2 separate regions of the Rattus norvegicus genome follow, and region 1 is linked to region 2. Evidence: chromatin contacts called from public Hi-C data. All regions are on one chromosome and are shown on one strand. The core of a region is the stretch at or near the end of the contact, and the rest is flanking DNA. Distances in the headings are between cores, read along the strand shown.

Region 1 (4,624 bases), core at 1,255-3,754, 82 kb before region 2:
GATAACTTTTAGAGATAGTTGGGGGGGGGATGTATTTGCACATGTGTGTATTTGTGTGTGTGTGTGTGTGTGTGTGTGTGTGTGTGTGTGTGTGTGTATGTATGGGCTTAGAGACATGGTTCAGTGGTTAAGATTATTGACCACTCTTGCAGAGGACCTGGGGTTCATATCCCAGCACTCACCCAGCAGCTAACAACAGTTCTTAACTCTAGTTCCAGAGGATCTGTCACACTCTTCTTAGCTTTCATAGGCACCAAGCATACATGTGGTGTACAGACATACATGCAGGTAAAACATCCATACATGTAGAAGAAAAAACTTAAGATATATATTGTGCTACAAAGAGTAGAATGGATTGTGACAGAACAGGGCATTAAACAAAGGGAAGGGCCAGCGTGTGTGTGTGTGTGTGTGTGTGTGTGTGTGTGTGTGTGTGTGTGTGGGGGAGAGAGAGAGAGAAAGAGAGAGAGAGAGAGAGAGAGAGAGAGAGAGAGAGAGTATGTGAGTCATGCTAGCTCCATCCAGAATGTCAGCTGCAGAAATGGGAGGAGGTTTGTCTGAAGTACCTATAGATAGGACGTGTTAATTGTTTGCAGTGGGCAGAGGTAGAAAGTGGAGGACATGTCATTTAAAGGTGTGTTTATCTGGACACTGGGTGCACAGCCCTGCTGAGGAGGATGCTGGTAAAGGAACCAAGAAGGGAGGGGGGGATCCCATTTTATTTTGTAAGCATTACATTTGAGATCCTTTTGAAAATACAGTTCTAAATATAAAAAAGACCTTTGGATCTTCCTTTGTTACACAGATTTCTCTGTGTGTGTGCACACTTGCGAGTGTGTTTGAAGGTCAGAGGACAAGCTGGATGGTTTGGTTCTCTCTACCATATACGTTCTCAGGATGGAATGCAGGTCATCAGATGTAGAGAGCCATCTCACCAGCATATATGTTTATGTATGTGCATGTGTATGGAACGGTGTCCTCTGAGCATTTCTGTGACTAGCAAGCATAATTGCATTTGTTCTTTTACCCTCGGTAGCTAAGACTCTGAGATTTGTTGGTGAAGGACTTGTCACAGTTGGATTTGCCAGCCACTATGGGTAGTGTCCTTGGTTTGTTTGTAGCCGGAGATGATGTGCTGGGAGAAGTACGTGAGTGAGTGAGTTGTCCGTCTGTGCCTTTACACAAAATGCCTTGGAATCTGACACCTGCATTTAGAGCCTGCAGGGTGCTTATCGAGTGAAATAATGAAGCAAAGGCTATTACTAAGTCCATTTAAAGAAAAACATTTTATAGCTGTGAAGAGACACGATGAACAAGGCAGTTCACAGAAGGACGAGTTTATCGGGAATTTACAGTTTCAGAGAATTAAAAGTTCATAACTGTAATGTCCGTGAGCATGGCAGCAGACAGGCTGGAGCAGGAGCTTAGAATTTGCCTCTTATATGTAAACAGGAGACAGACAGACAGACAGACAGACAGACAGACAGACAGACAGACAGAGGGGAGAGAGAACTATCTGGGAATAGCATGGGCTTTTGAAACTCAAAGGCCAAGAAACTCCAGTGACATAGTCCTTCAACAAGGCCATACCTCCATCCTTCTCAGATGGTTCCACCAGCTAGGGACCAGTAACCAGCACAGGAACTGCGCATATAGACCAACATTCTTACCGTTTCGTAGATAAAGAAACCAAGCCCTAGGCCAGGTTGTATTCTTCGCCGCTCACTTACAGTTCGATCTTCCCGGTTGGTTGCTGATTCCTTCTCTGTCGTGCTAAACTGAAGATGCACGCTCACTGCCTTAAAGTCAAACTGAGCACCTTCCTTGAGAGATTTCTGAGAAAGCTGCTGGCTTCTTAGCCGCAGGAGAAGGGGCCGTGGGTGAACGTGCACCACTGTTTCACTGCCTTTAAACGACCTAGCGTTTGCCTTGAATAGTAGAGATCATTTGCTCCATGATTGATAACAAGATGACTGCTAATGGTGCAGCACCCCGGCGACGCAGATCGGAGTCACCAGTCGCTCAGTCACTGCTGGTGGTAGCTTGAACGTGTCATCCCAGATGGTCAAGAACGGAGGCTTTACCCGTCTTTGAGATGCTGTGTAGGATATAAGAACTTTCTCACACTTTGGCAACGTTAGCCCAGCACTGTCTTTCCCACTGGTCCCCCGCTCTCTGAAAGCAGGAAATGAAGTGGTCCGAGATAACAGACTTGTGTGTGAACTTAATTAGGAAAATTCGCCAAACATCACTGATTTTAGTCTCCTCAGGTTTCTAGAGGAGATGAACCTGGACAATCGTGCAGCATCTCTTTAAGGAGTATTCCAGATACATTTGTTCCTGTAGAGAGCCTTAACCTGAATGTAAGGACGACTGGAGGAGCAGATGTGACAACGACATGCTCCTTTGTTAGTCTGACGTCCTGTCTCCTTCCTGGGGAAGTCTGGTCATCCAGAAGGAGAGGGGAAAACATCTGAGCTTTCCTTAGCCGCTCCAGCTCTGGGGCAGCCAGACATGGAGTTGGTGCTTGGTGTAGCTGAGAGCTGGTGTTTCTGTGATCACCTGGATAGCCCTGCACACACTTGGAAGCTTGTTTTTAGTTCTAGAGCAGTGACGACTATTTTAGGATGTAATACTCGGTGTGAGTCATAAATGAGCCTCCCTTTCATTGTTTTCTGAAATAAGCCCGTTGAAAGAGTACACAGTGAGAAAGATCATTCTTAACTACCTCGTTTCTTCATGTGGCTGTTTTTGTTTTGTGTTTGGTGACTCCCCTTTCAGAGCAGGCCTCGTGCTTTGCTGTCAGTGAGACCAGTGTAAGGGAAGGCTAGCCTGGTCACCTCATGCTTTTTTTTTTTTTTTTTTTTTTTTCCCCCCCGGAGCTGGGGACTGAACCCAGGGCCTTGAGTTTGCTAGGCAAGCACTGTACCACTGAGCTAAATCCCCAACCCTCACCTCATGCTTATATAATACTATAAACCACATGACCTTTCTGAAAGGAAAACAACGCTTTTTAGATGATTCTGAATAAATTACTTATTCCTAGAAATAGTGAGTTGGGTCCTTTGAAACCTTTCAGGTAAATTGCACATGCTAGGGTTGTGGAGATGGTTCAGCAGGCAAGTGACTGATGCCAGGCCCAGTGACCTGTGTCTGTAGCTGTCCTCCGATTCCCACTCCCACCCTGTGCCCCGAGAGCACACACTCAGTCTAACATAAGTAGATGCTAATAAGTAGATAAATAATCTCACATACCAAAAGGAAGCTTTCTTTTTAGAAGTCGTTATTTACTTATCCATATGTGCATCTCTATGCATGTGTGTGCCCTCACACAGGCATGCCTTGGCACGCGTGTGGAGGTCAAAGGGCAGCTTGTGAGAGTTGGCCCTTCGGCATCTAAGGATTCAATGCAGGTTGTCAGGCGGGCAGCAAGTGTCTTTACTTGCTGACCTATCTCTTCTGGCTCAGAGCGTGCTTGTTTGTTTGTTTGTAGTGTTGAAGATTGGATGAGAAGCAGAAACTACTGTGGGTAGCGTTTCTAAGAGCCTTGTTTTAAGAGTTTATACATAGATTTATTAGAAAATCTAGTAGTCCATCATTGCCCCAGGAAATATCCTCACAGAGCCAGCCTGTGGTGGCGAAGGAACTGGAGCGGGTGTAGTTGTGGTCCTTCCATACCTGTTGAAGAAGGCAATGTTCTCCGTAAGAGAGCGGCAGGTGTTTCTTTAGGGTTGTGTGGGCATTAACACAAGATAGTTTCCTCCCAGCATCACAGTGAGAGCCATAGTTTCCTCAGCCTTCTACTTCATGTGTAAAGATCTGCTTAACATTTCTGGTTCCTTAAAAGTCTCAATTCAAATGAGATTAAGGAGATGACCCAAGTTTTCCATGTGTCTCCCAGTGACAGTTTTCAGCAGCAGTTTATTCATTTCCACGGCCAGGACTCTGTATAACATAACTAACTCATCCTTGTTCCCTGTTCTCACTGCTCGATTGGAAGTGAGGTCATCTGTGATTAGCTTCTCCTCCTCTCCTCCTTTCTCTGCCTCTCCCCTCCTCTCTTCCCTTTCTTGACTAGGTTATGCAGCCCAGGGTAGCCTGGAGCTCTCAGTTCTCCTGCCTAAGCCGTCAAAATACTGAGATTATAGGCACCTTCTAGCTAATAGTTAATATTTTGGAAGAAGAACTAACCTGTGTCCTTTAATTTTTCTAAATAGTAGTTATGGATACAGTTATATTTGAATGGTAATTAAAGCTGCTGTTAAGTTTAGGCAGTACTGCAGTGGTTTCCCTTAATAGTCCTTTATATATTAAGATATCAGACTGATAGTGTGCTGTTGACATTTCCTCGGGTGTGCTGTCTATACTTTCTTGGTTTTCAGTTGTAACGAAATCACAGACTCTTAACTCAGTCATAGTAATAGTGCTGAGTCATTTGTTAATAGATAAATAATCCCATTGCTTCCTTACTAAAGCCTGATCCTTAGTTTTAGATAAAAACTAGTTTAGGCTCTCAGTTATAACGTTCTCCGATATTGCCTAAAAGCTGCATGTCCTATATCTTGTGTCAGTCTCTTAAATTAGAATTCTGGACCACGTCCTCTGCATGCCTCCGAATGGTAGT
Region 2 (4,446 bases), core at 968-3,467:
AGGCGCCATCATTTCTACTCTTCATGGGCCCCACAAAGTCTCTCCCAAGGTCAAGGGGCATAGGTTTAGGACAAGCCCAGCTCTCTGTGGTCTCCTCCCTCGTGTCTCCTTAGCTCTCCTGAGATGGTACCTTGTTGTCTTGGCCTCAGGAGCACCTGACAGGCAGTGGGTGTTTGTGGCCTTGTAGAGCTGGGTTTCAGAGTCACACCTGTGTCTGACCTCTGACTGCATCACCGCAGGTCTGGTGAGGCTGGTTAGGGTCTAGGAACTTCAGTCTCTTAATGTTCCTAATGAGGGTAAAACAGCCATGTCACAAAGCTGGCCTGGGACTGGGGGAGGCAGGTGTGTGCCTAGCTGGTTACTGGCACCTGTGGGTGCTGTGTTTATCTACGTTTTTCCTCCCTCTGTTGCATACCACTCCACCTTCGAGGCCAGGAAGCAGGGGAATGGCCACAGGCAGGCAGAAGACATCTAGGTACATGCCTGGAGTTGAGGCAGTAGGATGTGATTTGGAGAAAGGGTGGATGGCAGTGACTGGGCCAGAGCTCTAGCTTGGCTCTCCTAGTGTCATCTCCAGGCCCTCAGATGCCTGTGGAGCCCCCAAACCCCCATGTCTCACTGGTAGTGGGGAAGCCTGACTCTCTCCAGGGAAGACCTGAGCTGCATTTTGCTACCTGGGACCTCATCACAACTGTTTCGGTGGTCCCACATCATCTCATTCCCCAATCCCTCCCCCTGCCCTCTGCACCCCATTTACTGGTTCTTGGTGAGGCTCCCACTTCACCCAGGATTGGGCATACATTCTGGAAGTGCTCTACTCAGTCTCCTCTGGAAGTGCTCTACTCAGTCTCCTCTGGAAGTGCTCTACTCAGTCTCCTCTGGAAGTGCTCTACTCAGTCTCCTCTGGAAGTGCTCTACTCAGTCTCCTCTGGAAGTGCTCTACTCAGTCTCCTCTGGAAGTGCTCTACTCAGTCTCCTCTGGAAGTGCTATACTCAGTCTCCTCTGGAAGTGCTATACTTAGTGTTGCTGTAAGTTATAAAAAGGGGGCTGTCTTTTACCCCCACTAGATCCAGCACTGCAGTGCCCTAAGATGTCTGGTAGATTTCTTGCCAGAAGCACACATCCCGATTCTGTGGCAGCCCAGTGTCTCTGCTGCCACACGCTCTACCAAACTAAATTCTCCACAAGAAAGAACACACAACACAATAACCTCTGATCCAGTTGATAAGATATAATTGCCCACATAAACATACAAAGCCCTATACACATCCATCCCTTAAGAATATTCATAACAGGGGTTGGGGATTTAGCTCAGTGGTAGAGCGCTTGCCTAGCAAGCACAAGGCCCTGGGTTCGGTCCCCAGCTCCGAAAAAAAAAAAAAGAAAAGAAAAGAAAAAAAAAGAACATTCATAACAACCTGTAAACACACAGAGTGGAATCTTAACATCAGCCTCCATGTTCTCTCTGTAGCTTCCTCCTCTAGTCTCTTCCAGTCTGCCCTTTTTTCCATTCCAGTCTCCTCTTCCCTCAGACTTTTCTCCTGCCCATCCTTCCTTCTCATCCAATGATAGGTCTCATTCTATCTTGTACCTGCCTCACCTGTATGACACCATCCCACAACACAGTCTGTTCTGGAAGTGCTATACTCAGTCTCCTCTGGAAGTGCTATACTCAGTCTCCTCTGGAAGTGCTATACTCAGTCTCCTCTGGAAGTGCTATACTCAGTCTCCTCTGGACCATGTACATGCTGCTCTCCCCTTGTCCACTCTGCCTTCAATAATCTATTTATTCTTAGATACTTCATCAGGGAAGTTGTTCAGTTACCTTTCCTGCCAAGATGGGAACACGATACCCATGTGGTTCTGCGATGGCCTGGAACCCGCAGAACTGTACCTGTATTTTATGCTAGCTTCTGGGGCTGGGACACCCTCATTCGGTTTGCCATATCCACGCAGTTAGCACAAAGTCATAAGCCTTGAATGTTTGATCCTATGTACACAAGGCAAAGAACATGTGAGAATGAATGAACAAGGAATGAACTGGTACTCCTGTCTCTGGGCACAGCCTCTCCCAGCCACCCTCTCCTGTCCCACACTCAGGGCTGTGTGGGTGAAATGTTGAACCTCCCTCTTGCTGACAAACTCTCCTCTCTGGCAGAGCCTATTGGAGTATCACCTGTCAGACCAACCTTGCCACAGTGTTTCCACAGCTCATCACGTGGGGCCTACATGAAAATAGCAATCGGTCCCCAGGCAACCACAGCAGCAAGTGGTAACCAGCCTGGGTGGTGTGCAAGGAAAACAAACACTGCCCTTGCTGCTGATCTTGGCTGCCCAGGGAGCCAGCTGGGCTGCCCTTTGTCTCGGACCACCTGCTCCAGAGTCCCAAGGGAAAACCAGGCAGGAAAAGACTTCCTGGAGCCAGAACATCCATCAGTCCTGGGGTTGCTGCCCTGTCCTCTCCCTGTGGGGTCATCAAGGGTGGTGGCTTCTAGATACCCTGCTGTCCAGGGATCTAGCTAGGGAATCAGGATGTTAGCCATTACGAGCAGAGGACAGACACATCTTGTTGCTCGAGTCTCCTGATGCTTTAGTTTCGGCTCAAGCCTTCAGTTCCCTGGTTCTAGACCACCGTCCCTGCTCTCCAGCAAGGCAGACAGCCTGGTTCTGGCCTTCTCTTATGTAGGATGTGGAGAGAGGGTGTGGGGGTATTGTCCAAGGTGCTGGAGGTCCTGGGGCAGGTTGCGAACTGAGGCAGTTATTAGAAAAGAAAGGTTAGAGTAAAGCAGTGGTGGCCAGGAGGCAGGGCTCTCGTTAGCACTGCCGGTCCCAGGGTCTGTTTCTGCCCTCGGGGTACCCAGGCACAGTCGAGCATGGGGCTGGACCAGAAGGAATGGGGCTTAGCCAGGTGGGTGGGTTAGACAGGAAATTGGTTAGTATGAGTGTGGGACAAACAGCCTTCTCTGGAGACAGTTGTCAGTGAAACAGCTCTCTTTATTGGGAAGGGGGGTGCACAGGGGCTACATAAATCTTGGGGAGTGGGTAGGGGTTTTCCGGGTGAGTATACAAGTTGGCTGAGGCTGAGGTGCTGGGAATGCTTCCTTTGCAGGAGGAATTTCAGGTACTTGTCCTTATAGGGAGAGAGGAAGTTTAACCTGTAATTTGGCCACCAGGTTCCCTGACTATCTTAACGGTGGCAGAGGTGGGGGTGGCAGAGGTGGGGGTGGCAGAGGTGGGGGTGGCAGAGGTGGGAGTGGCAGAGGTGGGGGGCATAAGGCTTATGTGCCCTGGGGCACGTAGGCTCAGAGCAGGGAAGAAGCAGTCCTACTCCTGCTGGTCTCAGGACAAGGTTTTGGGTGGTTTGGGCACGCCTCACTCTTGCTGGGGAATGGCTCCCCCAGTCCCACAGCTTCCCAACCTCATGTACCACGGGGGCGGGGGGTGGGCGGGAGAGCATCTGATATCTAAGCTGATCTGGAGCCTGGTGCTCACCCTGGGCTTGTGGATCTTGGCTCTGGTTATCTCTTCCCCTCAGGTAAGATCAGGCTCATTCAGGATGCTATAGCTGTCAGCACTTCTGTAATTTCCAGTTGTGCTCTGGCCTCAGCTCGTCCTGTTAAGCCTGTCTGAGTCTGCAGCATGGCTGGATGGTGGTTACAATGATGCCTGGCGGTGGAGCTGTGTGGGTCTCTGTATTTGCTACTTTGTATAGGAAGGTGCAGCTTCCACTGCAGTCCTGGCTCAAGCAATGACCCAGAGGACATAGCTTGGGGTGGGGGTCCTGGTGGCAGAGACTCTGGATCCTGGGCAGGAAGATGTCTTGAGACCCTGCTCCCCGACCTCCTTCCCATAGTTTAATCCTTAATCCTTTAGTCAACAAATATTTGCAGTGCTCTGGGCTGCCTAAGAATTCTGTAGTGAATTCAGTGGATGGTGTCCTCTGAGAGACTCCTTGAACCAAATCTGTGATACAGACTTGGACTACTGGGCCCCATGGCATCTTCAAAGGAAGTCTGTGGGGGCCAGACCCGCCAGGAGGAGCTCCTAGCTGATGGTGGCAACCAGAAGCCACCACAAAGACATAAGACAAGGCCTTGGGGACCAGTGGAAGCCAGGTGGGAAGTATCTGGGGCTCCTGGACCTCATCTTCCCCAGGCTCCTGGTTCTGTGCTTGGGGGCCTGAAATGGAGGGTTTGGTCTCAGCGTTAGGGAGACTCCTAAGGAGTCCCCAAACACTCACCCAGTGTCCCCCTGCCTGATCCTGCCTCTGCCGTCCCCTTTCTGCTTATCCATGGTCCTGTTCACCCTCAGCCATAACTGTTTCTCTGATTCAATGTGTTTGATTTCCCCACCACTCCATCAAAATGCAGGCAGCTTTTTGTTAAATGAAATGTGGGGCTGGGGAGGTGGGAAGGTAACAGTACCCGCTGACAACTTGGCAACCA

Evidence for each region. Hi-C and Micro-C count contacts between places; a contact is called where the count stands out from the background.
Region 1: a Hi-C map of psoas muscle shows a contact between it and region 2, with 1.8 times the contacts expected there. The contact joins two enhancer-like sites. A contact is called at or near these places in 6 of 12 Hi-C or Micro-C datasets (the Rat2 cell line, hepatocytes, kidney and 2 more).

What each region holds. Positions count from the first base shown.
Region 1 is chr13:105,493,826-105,498,449 of GRCr8, reverse strand. All of the region lies in intron 1 of Ppp2r5a (protein phosphatase 2, regulatory subunit B', alpha), which reads left to right. Among named protein-coding and RNA genes, the nearest start is that of Ppp2r5a, 11 kb to the left of the region's middle. Within about 2 kb of position 2,504, at least 8 of the 93 cell types and tissues checked have an H3K27ac peak or open chromatin away from gene starts, as enhancers often do.
Region 2 is chr13:105,412,107-105,416,552 of GRCr8, reverse strand. No RefSeq gene overlaps it. Among named protein-coding and RNA genes, the nearest start is that of Nenf, 12 kb to the left of the region's middle. Within about 2 kb of position 2,217, at least 7 of the 93 cell types and tissues checked have an H3K27ac peak or open chromatin away from gene starts, as enhancers often do.